Linked DNA regions of Xenopus laevis: region 2 is linked to region 1. The links are chromatin contacts, called in public Hi-C maps. All regions are on one chromosome and are shown on one strand. The core of a region is the stretch at or near the end of the contact, and the rest is flanking DNA. Distances in the headings are between cores, read along the strand shown.

What was found. Hi-C and Micro-C count contacts between places; a contact is called where the count stands out from the background.
Region 2: a Hi-C map of the XL177 cell line shows a contact between it and region 1, with 6 times the contacts expected there. The contact joins the enhancer-like site here to the promoter of metrnl.L in region 1. A contact is called at or near these places in 2 of 4 Hi-C or Micro-C datasets (the XL177 cell line and the XTC cell line).

The regions. Positions count from the first base shown.
Region 1 is chr9_10L:51,290,008-51,295,826 of Xenopus_laevis_v10.1, reverse strand. metrnl.L (meteorin, glial cell differentiation regulator-like L homeolog) reads right to left here and starts at 2,635. Exons shown (of 4, transcript NM_001097653.1): 1 at 2,324-2,635; 2 at 1-323. The coding sequence starts at 2,421.
Region 2 is chr9_10L:51,362,996-51,368,814 of Xenopus_laevis_v10.1, reverse strand. No RefSeq gene overlaps it. Among protein-coding and RNA genes, the nearest start is that of trim16.L, 11 kb to the left of the region's middle. Within about 2 kb of position 2,909, at least 1 of the 7 cell types and tissues checked has an H3K27ac peak or open chromatin away from gene starts, as enhancers often do.

The sequences.
Region 1 (5,819 bases), core at 1,386-3,885:
TGCGACTAATGTCTTGCTGGGGGGTGGCCTCAATATACAGACCCCCTCGATCCAGGCCAAAGCAATAGACTTTGTGTGGATTGTTCTCTCCATCTGGCACCACAAGTTTGAGTTCTCCAGTTTTTTCGGAATAAATATTAGCTCCCTTGGAGTCTTTAAAAGGTTTGATGCAAACTGTTAGGTGTTTGTAGGCGGACGTTAAGGTGTTAGGCCTCAGGTTAATAACCATGGCGCCAGTTGGGTAGAGCCACTCAACAGAACCTTCGGAGCAGCGGAGGTAAACTTGCTCAACATCTTTCGTGTGGCCCTCATGGGTCAAGCCGCTATTAGGAGACAGGGAAAAAAAAAGAAATTATTACCATGGCCAGGGGCACAGCCTGAGTGCCAGACATGTTTAAATTTAGGGGGAAAATATCTATATACTGTTATAAATACTCATTAAAGCCCAGTTAAAGGGTTAGTTATGGTGAGATTTTGGACAAGGTAAAAGTGTCATTTATAGATGTAATCTCAGTGAATAATTGTTGGTTAGGTTGGTGCTGGTTTATAAAGATTAACTAAAAATGCAAAATCCAGAGTCCATTTATGAAGGAGGAACCAACTAATGAGCAAGTGAGTGATGGTAGTCAATGCTCTAACAGGAGAGTGGGGACTATAGACATGCAAAGTACAGACACCCAGCAGACAATGGATATGCTAAAGAGGAAACTGTAGAGGTGCTAATATCACAGGGTGGCCTGTAAGTGAAACTCCCAACCCCCTTAGTGTTCCCTTTCAATAACTCATGCAATCAGGCCTGAATGACTGAAAGGTGCTTTACCATTAACTGTTCTTTCCCTCCAAAACTGCACCCCCCCCCCCACTTTAAACAAAGTGACAGTAACAGTACAATATATATATATTCCAAGCAAGACAGCTACCCGGTGCAAAACTATGTATAATGACCTAAATATTACCTATCGCCCTTATACTGAGAAAAAGTTGCCGAATCCTCCAATCTATGCAGTGCCTTGCCCCAGAGTGCACCAAACTGATCATTTACTATGTACCACTCTATACCAACTGAAGTGCCTTGGGCTGATTTCAGTTTCTTTTTACTCTAAACACACAAACTAATAAATTAAAGCCACTGACCCGGGGAAAGACAAGAAAATTACTGAATGCTTCAGTGCCCCCAGCACCTCCCTGTGCATTGTGCCTGTAGGACTTTTAACCCTTTCTTTAACTAAATATATATTTTATAAATGACCAAAGCACTGTACTGATACAAGACCAAGCACCAGATCAATGACAATATAAAAAAGTTGGTCTCCTGAGTTCTGTAGTGTTAAATGCATGGTTGCCCAAAGGAAATGCCAGCACTTCTATACAATATTATTCGCCCATAGCACCCATGAAACTGAACTCTAATATTGCTTTTGGTTGCCCTGCTGTACCTGGCCAGCTCCATTTCTAGTGGTGCAGCTCATTGCTCAGGAACGCAGCCCTGCCCGCTGGATAGGGGAGCGATGAGTTCTACAAGACGTCCCATTGTGCACAAACATCTGATGATCAGCTGGCTTTTACAACCGGCTCTAAAGGCTGACTAAACACTGGGCTCAGAATAACCTTTGCCTTTCATCTGCTGCAGGTTATAAACACAGCAAACATACAAACAGCCAGTATAACGCCTGGGTGGCCAATTTGTCACTGGGCATCTCGAGTGGCACCTTAAATTGTACAACACACATCTGGTCTCCTGCAGTCCCATAATAACTAAATCTCAGAACCCTCCCTGGTACTACTATACTATGGACTGAATTTGGCTCCCCTTTCTTGTAGTTCCTGATCCCATTTCATACCCCACGGCACAGTATGAAATCAGACTGTCAGAATAAATTATATACCCATAAACTGGCAATTTCTGCTTCCTGGCTGGCACTGGGGCATAACATACATCTCATAACCCTGTGGCTACATATGGCAGATAGGAAAATCTCTGGTACACACTCCACGTAAACCACATTCCGTAGGGACGGAGCACAGTCTCTAGTCACAGTGTAAAGGAATTTAGCGTTACACATACAAGTTTGTTTGTGCCTCAAATGAGAGTCAAACTGTTAACACCTGTCCTGTTACTGATACATTTTAACACCCAGAGTGCCAGGTGCTCAGATTGGGGGGGAATAAATTAAGCACCCCACCCCCCAGCATCAATGTCTTGAAAGCTCCCCATGTCGAGTATGAGAGATTGGCACAGGCTATGCCTAATGTGCCACAGGACCTTAAATAGGTTTGTAGGGAGGCACTGGCAGCCAGAGTATAAGGAACCCAAGGGTCTTACCTTCCTTTCCAATTGCACATGTCGCTGGAGTACAGCTGTGAGGTCCCTCTGTCTATAAGAATCACCATAAAGAAGCTCAGCAGAACCCTCCTTAACATGTTGGCAAGGTACGTTGGCTAATCTCAGGGGTAAATGTGCAAATAGAATTGAAATCTCAGCAGCAGGCAGTAATCCAGGTGGGCTGGTGCAGGGCAATGCAAGGGCAGAAGGGCACCTCCCAGCCAGGGTTGATAAGCAGTAATCCAGGGAACCCCAGCCTAGATCTCCCCATCACTTGGGCAGCAATGAGCTCTTCCTCTGCCCCATACAGATGCTTCCTCTGTCCCTGCTCACAGTGCAGACTGAAAGTGCCTGCCTAACCTCCAAGTACAGAGAGCACAGGTCACACCCACATGGGCGGGGTAAGGAAATGGGCGGATCCAGAGAGTAGCCTGCAAAAAGTCCTTCCTCTCTCATTCCTCACTGCACCCTGTGCTTGTTTTGGAAGGACTCTCAAAACAGCACCCAAAAAGTTGGGCCAAGAAAGTGAGTGTTTACAAACTCTTCTTAAAGAGAAACCAGCCCAAGAAAGCTACTTATTCATTCTTAAAAAATAAAATTATTTTTCCCTATAAATTCCAAAGTGCTCTGTGCTGAGAAAAACCAAGAGACAGAGACCTGCACTGATCAAATGGCTGAGGTATAAAATTGCAGCCTTGCAAGTTGAACAATGGGGCCACAGGTTGGTCCTCAGTATAGGAAAGGCTGCGAGACAATAAAAACCTGTGACTCAGATAATAAGCGCAACATTAATCAAGTCTGAAGGGTGATTTTATTTTTAGGATAATGTCAGCAGGCAGACTGGATAAGCCGGTTAGTTGTTATCTATAACACAGGCATGCTGTGACTAAAACAATGTGATTGAATTAAACAGGGTAAAGCAAGTGAGGGGGAAACAATTCTGAATTGCGTTATCCAGGAAAGCAATATGGCAACTCTGAGACGTATGAATACATTCAAATAAACAGAGAACAAATTTTGTGTTTACATTTAACTGTAACTAACTGGCCCTCAGACAGGGCCCCTTAGCTCATAACAAGGTTACAGAGAGATATATAGAAATATTAGTGTAACAGTCACTCTGCTATAGTTCCAGGGGTGCCCAGGGCACAAATAAGCACTCACCCTAACTGGCCTTCAGGCTGGGCCCCCTTAGCACATTACAATTTTACAGACATATAGAAACATTGGGGTAACAGTCACCCTGCTATAGTTCCAGGGGTACCCAGGGCACAAATAAACACTCACTACAAATCTCATCCTAACTGGCCTTCAGGCTGGGGCCCCTTAGCTCATAACAAGGTTACAGATATATAAAAACATTGGGGTAACAGTCACTCTGCTATAGTTCCAGGGGTACCCAGGGCACAAATAAACAATCACTCCATATCTCACCATAACTGCCCTTGAGGTTGGGCCCCCTTAGCTCATAACATTTTTACAGATATATAGAAACATTGGGGTAACAGTCACCCTGCTATAGTTCCAGGGGTACCCAGGGCACAAATAAACACTCCCCCCAAATCTCACCCTAACTGGCCTTCAGGCTGGGCCCCCTTAGCTCATAACAATGTTACAGATATATAGAAACATTGGGGTAACAATCACTCTGCTATAGTTCCAGGGGTACCCAGGGCACAAATAAACACTCACCCCAAATCTCACCCTAACTGGCCTTTGCAATGAGTCCCCTTATCTCATAACAAGGTCAGGGCTGTATTTAGGTCAGATGCCGCCCTAGGCAACGGACCTAAACACGCCTCTATGTCTTGCGCTCTGACGTCATGCACCTGAACGTTCAGTGGAAGTGTCTTCATTGCACCGTGCGTGTGACATCACTTGCGCAGTCTTTCTCGGACGCCCTACCCCTCACCCCTTCAGCTCCTTCGCCGGGTTTCCTTTGGAAACGGCCCTGAACAAGGTTACAGAAATATAAAGCCCCTGATACCATCTTGGATTTCCATTCACTTTGGTGATAGTGGCGATACAATTGCTAGATACTTTCATTATATATGTAAGTAATATCCAGTTTTCTGCTATCCAACTATTATTATCCCACAGCTCCCAGCATCTCCTCTGCATGAGACGTTGACAAGGCAACTGTATCAACGTCGGGGGAAGGGTGGCTCTCCCGCACTGAAATACATTGTAACCACAGAAAGTTGGAAATTTGCTTAAAATAATGAACAGTGATTCTCCGTCTCGCCATAAGAAACGTTTCAGTCCCGTATAATCACCCCATTGTACTGGCAGGAACCTGCCTCTGTGTTGCTGCCTGGGATTATTTACAAAAAGACAGAACACAATACAGTGCTAAGCATTAAAGGGACATCATCGCTAAATTCAGTTTTGGTATCGAAGCAATTCTGAGGTTGGTCTCCAGCTTTAGTTTATTATTTTTATGAATTATATTAGCCTTGTTATTTTAGATTGCTAGGTTCACTGGCCTTAGCAACCATCCATTGCTTGAGTCTCAAAAGAAAGGATGAATAGGACAGGGCCAGTGCCCCGTGTTATTCATCCTTTTATTTTAGACTCAAACAATGGATGGTTGCTAAGGCCAGTGAACCTAGCAACAAGAGCCATGCACTCTGTAACATGTCACTTACCTGCCACATATCTCCCTTTTTCCATTGAGCGGGAAAAGTTTCTAAGCTCAGAAAACATTAGCATACCCTTCCTTCATGCCCCTGAGCTACAGAGGTCACCCCAGTTCTCCAGCCCCCTCCTCCCTGCTGCCCCTCAGCCAAGAAACTAATAAAAATCTAAAGCCATTTTCTGGAATGGAGAGATTTTCTGTTATTTGATGCTCAGTTTGAAACAGGGGTCTGTGCCTGACAGAGGGGGGGGATTAATTTCCGGCTTTGTGCAATGCCCAGTAACGCCAGTGATGGAACAGATAGATCCTTTTTATCTTTATGAATAGTCACTTGTCATGCTTGTTATTATTATTTTTTGGCTTCTCTTTCGTACTGCTTGGCCCCATCAGGGAGCCCTGGTATCATTTTACAGCCCATGGAGACATGCACTGAATCAGCATATCTGCCTCTCTGGATATTAATTTGATTTCCCCTTAGTCCATGCCAGATAATACAGAGGCCCCTGAATATGTCATGCACAGATAAACCCTCTTATATACACTTTGTACATAGGAGGGACTGACTCATAAACATGTCACTGACATTAGTACACTTTGGGCCTAGGAAGGACTGACCCATAAACATGTCACTGACATTAGTACACTTTGGGTCTAGGAAGGACTGACCCATAAACATGTCACTGACATTAGTACACTTTAGGCCTAGGAAGGACTGACCCATAAACATGTCACTGACATTAGTACACTTTGGGTCTAGGAAGGACTGACCCATAAACATGTCACTGACATTAGTACACTTTGGGTCTAGGAAGGACTGACCCATAAACATGTCACTGACATTAGTACACTTTGGGCCTA
Region 2 (5,819 bases), core at 1,660-4,159, 73 kb before region 1:
CCATAAAAAAATTCGAAACCTTGATAAATCTGCCCCTTAATGTGAGACGTGATTAAAATAGGCTGCAAGTTTCTTATACATCAAGGTGTGCCCTTCCTGGAGAAAGGTCATGGCACCAAATGCCCAAAATGGGCTCAGAATGTCAGAGCTGCCTTTGGTACTGGAGAAGCACAAGCAACAACGACTTTTTGTAGGTCCTACTTGGTAAAGTTCAGCTGTCGTGGTTGCAAGAGAGAGAACAGGGGGAGCAATTTGGAAACATGCCCTGTTACCCGCCAGTTACACCTCAGGCTGGAAAAGTGGAAGGGCTGCAAGATAATAACACTGCTGTAAAGTGTTACTGGTGCCATCTTGTTCTGCTGTTCCACACTCCTTCCAAGTACAGTTGCTCTGCATTTTCTCTTAACCCCTGGCTTTTGGCCTTCCAGTTCAGTAGAGTTTGCACCCTAAGTTTCACCCCTCCACACACACACACGCGTCTACATTTAAACAAGTGCTGCCCAGCAGGAATGTATTTCCATGCATTTAGGGAGAATCAAGTGCATGCAGCTCATACAGCTCCACCTTTCCCCTCTCGATGCACCTTTACCCTACAGCCAAGACACCTGGAGGCAGGTGGTGGCCTAAATAGGGGCAGTGAGTTGTGCTTTGACCCTTACATTGTTAGAATCCCTGGCAACACCCCAGCAAGTCCCATGCTGGCCGCCCATATATTAGTCCTTTATCAACCATGTATTGACTTTATATGATACAAAGCCAGTAGTACCAGTGCATAATTGCCCATGGAGATGGGTCATTGGTTGCCTTTGGCCATGTCAGCAGAAGATGTGACAGTGCCACTGATGAGTTTCTGGGCTCCTCTAGTACAAACCCAAGCTGACAGCACAAGTATTTCCAGGCAGCAGCTTTAAAAAGCTCCTTCACATGAGGTCCCTGTCAGCTCGCACTAAAACCTTTCATACATAAATTGCTCAGGTCACACTTACATACGTGGGGAGGAAGGGTTTGTATCCAAAGACTTCAAAGGACAGAGATAAGAAGAGATTTTGGGGGCAATAAGAAGAACCTTTGTTTCTCTTACCTAAAATCCCTCTTTTCTTGGTACTTTTGTGTTATTGATTTAGGGAATTGCAACATCCGTGATTATAATTACTTCTGAGTGCCATGGGCCCCATACTGCTCATATATTGTTATTGAAAGTGATCAGTGTGTACTACCCAAGGGGCATTGTTGCATTCGGATAGCTTGTTGTGCCCTTGCTTTTAAAATATGCCAATAGATAGCTAATACCCAAGTGCTTATTTACTAACATAGGTGTTCATTTGCACCAGGGCAGTTATACATAGCAGTGTGACAAAACAACCCCTGTTAAATCAACTGCACCCGCAATCATTAAATTCTTGGGTGCCGCTGTGTTGCAAATGTGTTGAAATGCACTGGGGGCAGACAGTGCCAATGGGCCAAAGGAGAGAGGGCAACAAGCAGGTTTAGAGCTGAAGAGCAGGAAGGGTAGGTATAATTTTCCAGTACAAGAGCCCCCATGGCCTGCCACTGCCAGCTAGCAACACACATTATAGGGCACCCCACGTCCCCACCAAAATGGTCTAAACCAGGCCCTGCTCTAAAATAGAGTGCAGAAACCTGCAACCATTCATTTAGGCTGTTTAGTTTTTTTTACTTTGCACGTTGCTTCAACTTCATTAATGAGCCCTTATATCTAGCACATCTAGCAGGCCTACACAAGTTCAGGGCAATTATATATGGCATCAATTCTAAGGGCAGAGACTTGGGGAGATTAGTTGCCCTGCGACAAAATGCCTCTTCTTTGGGTGACTTTTCTCCCCAAACTGCCTTCCCGTCCGCTAGAATTTAAATCACCAGCGGGATGGCACTCGGAGCGCTTAGTTCTCCGAAGTTGCCTGAAGTTTCCTCTTGAGGCAACTTTGGGTGACTTCGGAAAACGAAGTGCTCCAAGTACCATCCCGCCGGTGATTTAGATTCTAGCAGGTGGGAAGGCAGTTCAGGGAGATAAGTCGCCCGAAGTAGAGCCGATTAGTAGCCCGAAGAAGAGGCAATTTGTCGCCGGGTGAATAAATCTCCCCGGAATCTGCAAGTGTGTCTCTGTCCTAAAGGCATAGTATTTTGTTAATGTATATTGGAAATTCTATTTCCTATCATTGAGCAAAAAACAGTTCCAGGCGGAGTTTTCCTATAAACTATAACAATTATGGTATCAGACTAAAACACTGTGATTATTATGATTACATTGCCATGACATTTGTATGTGATAAGAACTGGCACGCTCATTGTTGTTGCTTGGAAAGCTAAGCCTCCAAGAGTATGACCTCACTGCATCTGGATCACCTCCAAGGTAGATAAAAGGTCTGTCAGTGAGGATCTCTGCCCCCGTAGAACGAGACTTACCTGTTTGCGATTCACTGCAAGGGTTGCATAACACTTTACTAGGATCGACGAAACTCTTGTAAATCAGAAATCTGTGGTGCTGGCTCAGCCTGGATTTACCGCACACAATTAAAGGACAAGTTAAGCACAAGCAGATTTTTGCCTCTGGGTTCCTCTTGTTGCAGAGGGCTGCTGTAAATGTTTTTTCTTAGATGGATCATGAAACACCTCATTGCTAAAATGTACAAATTTAGGAAGTATCACTCCATTTGCTTCCCTTTTGGTGGGAATAGAAGATCCAGGCTTGGGCAGCAGAAGACAAAAGGGTGTCTAGCTGTCAGTGGGATGGTATGGGACAAGGCTTGAGTTGAACCCTTTCATATTTACCTTACAGATTATTAACCAAACCAGCCACACGGCCCTGTAACCCTCACCAGGCCTGGAATGTGGTGGGTGATGGCTGTGATTGGGGGGCTTGACAAGGACATGCTAGATTTGGGCTGTTGCTAGCACTAATTGCCGCCTTCCTCTCTGTTCCTGCGCTCCTTTATCAAGTTCTCAGATAAAACACATAAGCTGATTTATTGACTACGGTTCAGTGCTGACAGTTACACCATGGAGGTTTGATGGGGGGGTAACCTCTGCACAGCTTCAAAGGGAGACATTAGGGATCATTCTCTACATGCAGGATGCAAGGTGCAAAAACTGGAGCAACCCAGAAAGATTTTGCACTTTGCTATAGGTCACTGTACTCCAAGACGAACCTGCATGTGGGGTGGGCAGGTAAGCAGGCATCTCGTCAAAGGAGAAAAGGCTCAGGTTACACAGCAGATAAGCTCTGTAGAGCATAATGGTGTTATTTGTTATCCACTATTTAACCTGTGCCATATAGTCTTTTTTTCAATTTCAGCCATTGCTACACAGCAGCTTGTTTATATGAATTATAGTAGTGTTTCTGAAGCAAACACATCAGTTTTACCAGTGCAGGGCAACAGTACATGATATTTTCATTACTTTAAAACACTTTAATTTTTTGGTGTTACTGTTCCTTTAAATGACCCCTAAAGTCTGTATGACCAGTCCCTAGGGCATTACTTCACATTGGGTCCCCAGATGTTGATGGACAGCATCCTACAACATAGAATCAGAGGTCAAGGCATTCTGAAATTTATATTTCTGCAACATCTGGTGACCAATGATTATGAAAGAGGGCCCTAGATGTATAAATAAATAGCCTCGTCCTGGTGTCAGAACTCCACCAACATCATTGTGCCCACCTCTGATGTCATCATGTCTGTTCCTATATCACTGCCCCACCCCCAATGCTATCTGCTTCCGCTCCCAGTGTTCGGGTTTAGCCATCAGCAAAGGTGGCAACCCTACGCGGCCAAGGGGTGCCCGCCTCTGAAATCCAGCCCTGTGTGTACTTGAATATCTGAAACTATTTTCCAGATTTCCACACATAGCAAAGTAGGGGAAATTAGATATAATAGTAGATGTATGTATAATAGTAGATACTGTAATAGTAGATAGTTATAGGGTGCCTGGAGGGCAATATGAGAACACTAAGGTTAATGCCACACAAACAGGGATGAAAATGGGCCTGTTGAAATACACAGGGTAAGAATCAGCCCCTAAACTGACATTAGCCTACTGTCCTGTCTGCACCCGAACAATTGTATCTGCCCAAGCACAGGCACATGCAGTGGAGTAAGTAAATAGGGCATGATGGGAACTGGGGGACTGTCCTTGCTTCTACACCGGGATATATTAAACATGATTACAGTTGTAGATAAGGGACAGGCACTCACTTTCTTTCCTCCCTTGCTTCTTAATACTTTATACAGAACAGATACCCTGAAGGTCTGTGAACTCTATACAGTCAGATCCCCCCCAGCCCCTCGCCATCAACAGCAAATTGCTCTTTAACTGTGTCTCCAAAGGAAGATGAATAGGTTGACCTGGGCCCCAGATTAGAGGTAAGTGTATAGAAACCCTCTCTGATTTATCACTTGCCAAACACAGGATTCTTGCCCTTTCTATGACCAGGGAAAGGGGGGGGGGGGTGTTTGATGAAATGGGTTATAAATAACCAAAAATAAACCTAAGGAAAACAAGTCACAGTATGTGAGCCTGCAGCCCAGGGCATATTAACAGTAGGAGATGCTTATCTGCAGCACAATGAGGCAGAACTTGGGCCTGGACTAATAAGAAAGCCTGTTATTTGATAAGTAGAAAAGGCCGTGTGCTCTGCTGTACTGAGTCGCATTCTCTTGTGACCTAAGGGCTAGTCCACACGGGGAGATAGCCACGCGTTTGCGGTCGCGGCGACAAAGCGCCGCGCCAGTCGCCGCGACCGGCGCAGGCGACAGTTTTGTATGGGCGCCTATGTAAAAACGCCTGTGCTAACCACACGAGGCGATGCGCTTTTCAAAAGTCGCCTGAAAAAGCCTGGCGAGGCATTTTCAGGCGACTGTTGAAAAGCGCATCGCCTCGTGTGGTTAGCACAGGCGTTTTTATATAGGCGCCCATACAAAACTGTCGCCTGCGCCGGTCGCGGCGACTGGCGCGGCGCTTTGTCGCCGCGACCGCAAACGCGTGGCTATCTCCCCGTGTGGAATAGCCCTAACACTGCTTTGTGCCATGTAAATCTGCCTCCTGCCCCCCTGCTCAGGAATTAAACTACAAGAGGCTGGTTCCCAGAGGGGTTTTTTGTATTATGCTAAGCTTACCCACTCTCAATTTTTTTTCTGATTTTGGTTTGTTCTTAGGTTAGCGTTACAGAATTGGTCCCTGAAAATGGTGCCCCCCCATTTCTAGTGGTTCTTTAATATCTTTTCATTTCCTTTGCACTTTATATGGCCTCCACAGATATTTAGGTCCCTAACCTTTTTGCCCTAATCATAAACCTACTTTGTTCTTGATTATGCGGGTGACATGATCGATATTATGGGCAGCCCCACATTTTCTAGAATCCCATTCCATGAATTTAATACCCTTGCTTTTTCTAATATTGCCCCTTGATTTGTTTCCATTTCAAATGGATTGACACTAACACTCTTCATTAGCAAATATCAGCTTTGGTCAGAAAGAAATCAATATATACAAGGTGTATCAGAAAGTGCTGTCCTCCTGAGATCATTGCCTGGGATCTTCAGTAAACCCATATAATAAAGATATGTTCTTTATGGAACAGAGTGTTTAAATCATTATAAATATTAGTAAAAAGGTCCTAGTTTGGCCCCGCAAAGTCTAGTGAATCTGATAGGAGTTACTCATTTCCTGTACTGTGTAATATGAGCACCATGTAGGAAGTGCCAAATAAATCCACTTCTCCTAATATATTGTGCCTATTAATAGATTACACCAGACCTCTGTGGTTAAAACTCCTTATTTTGGATCAACATTGGATAAGC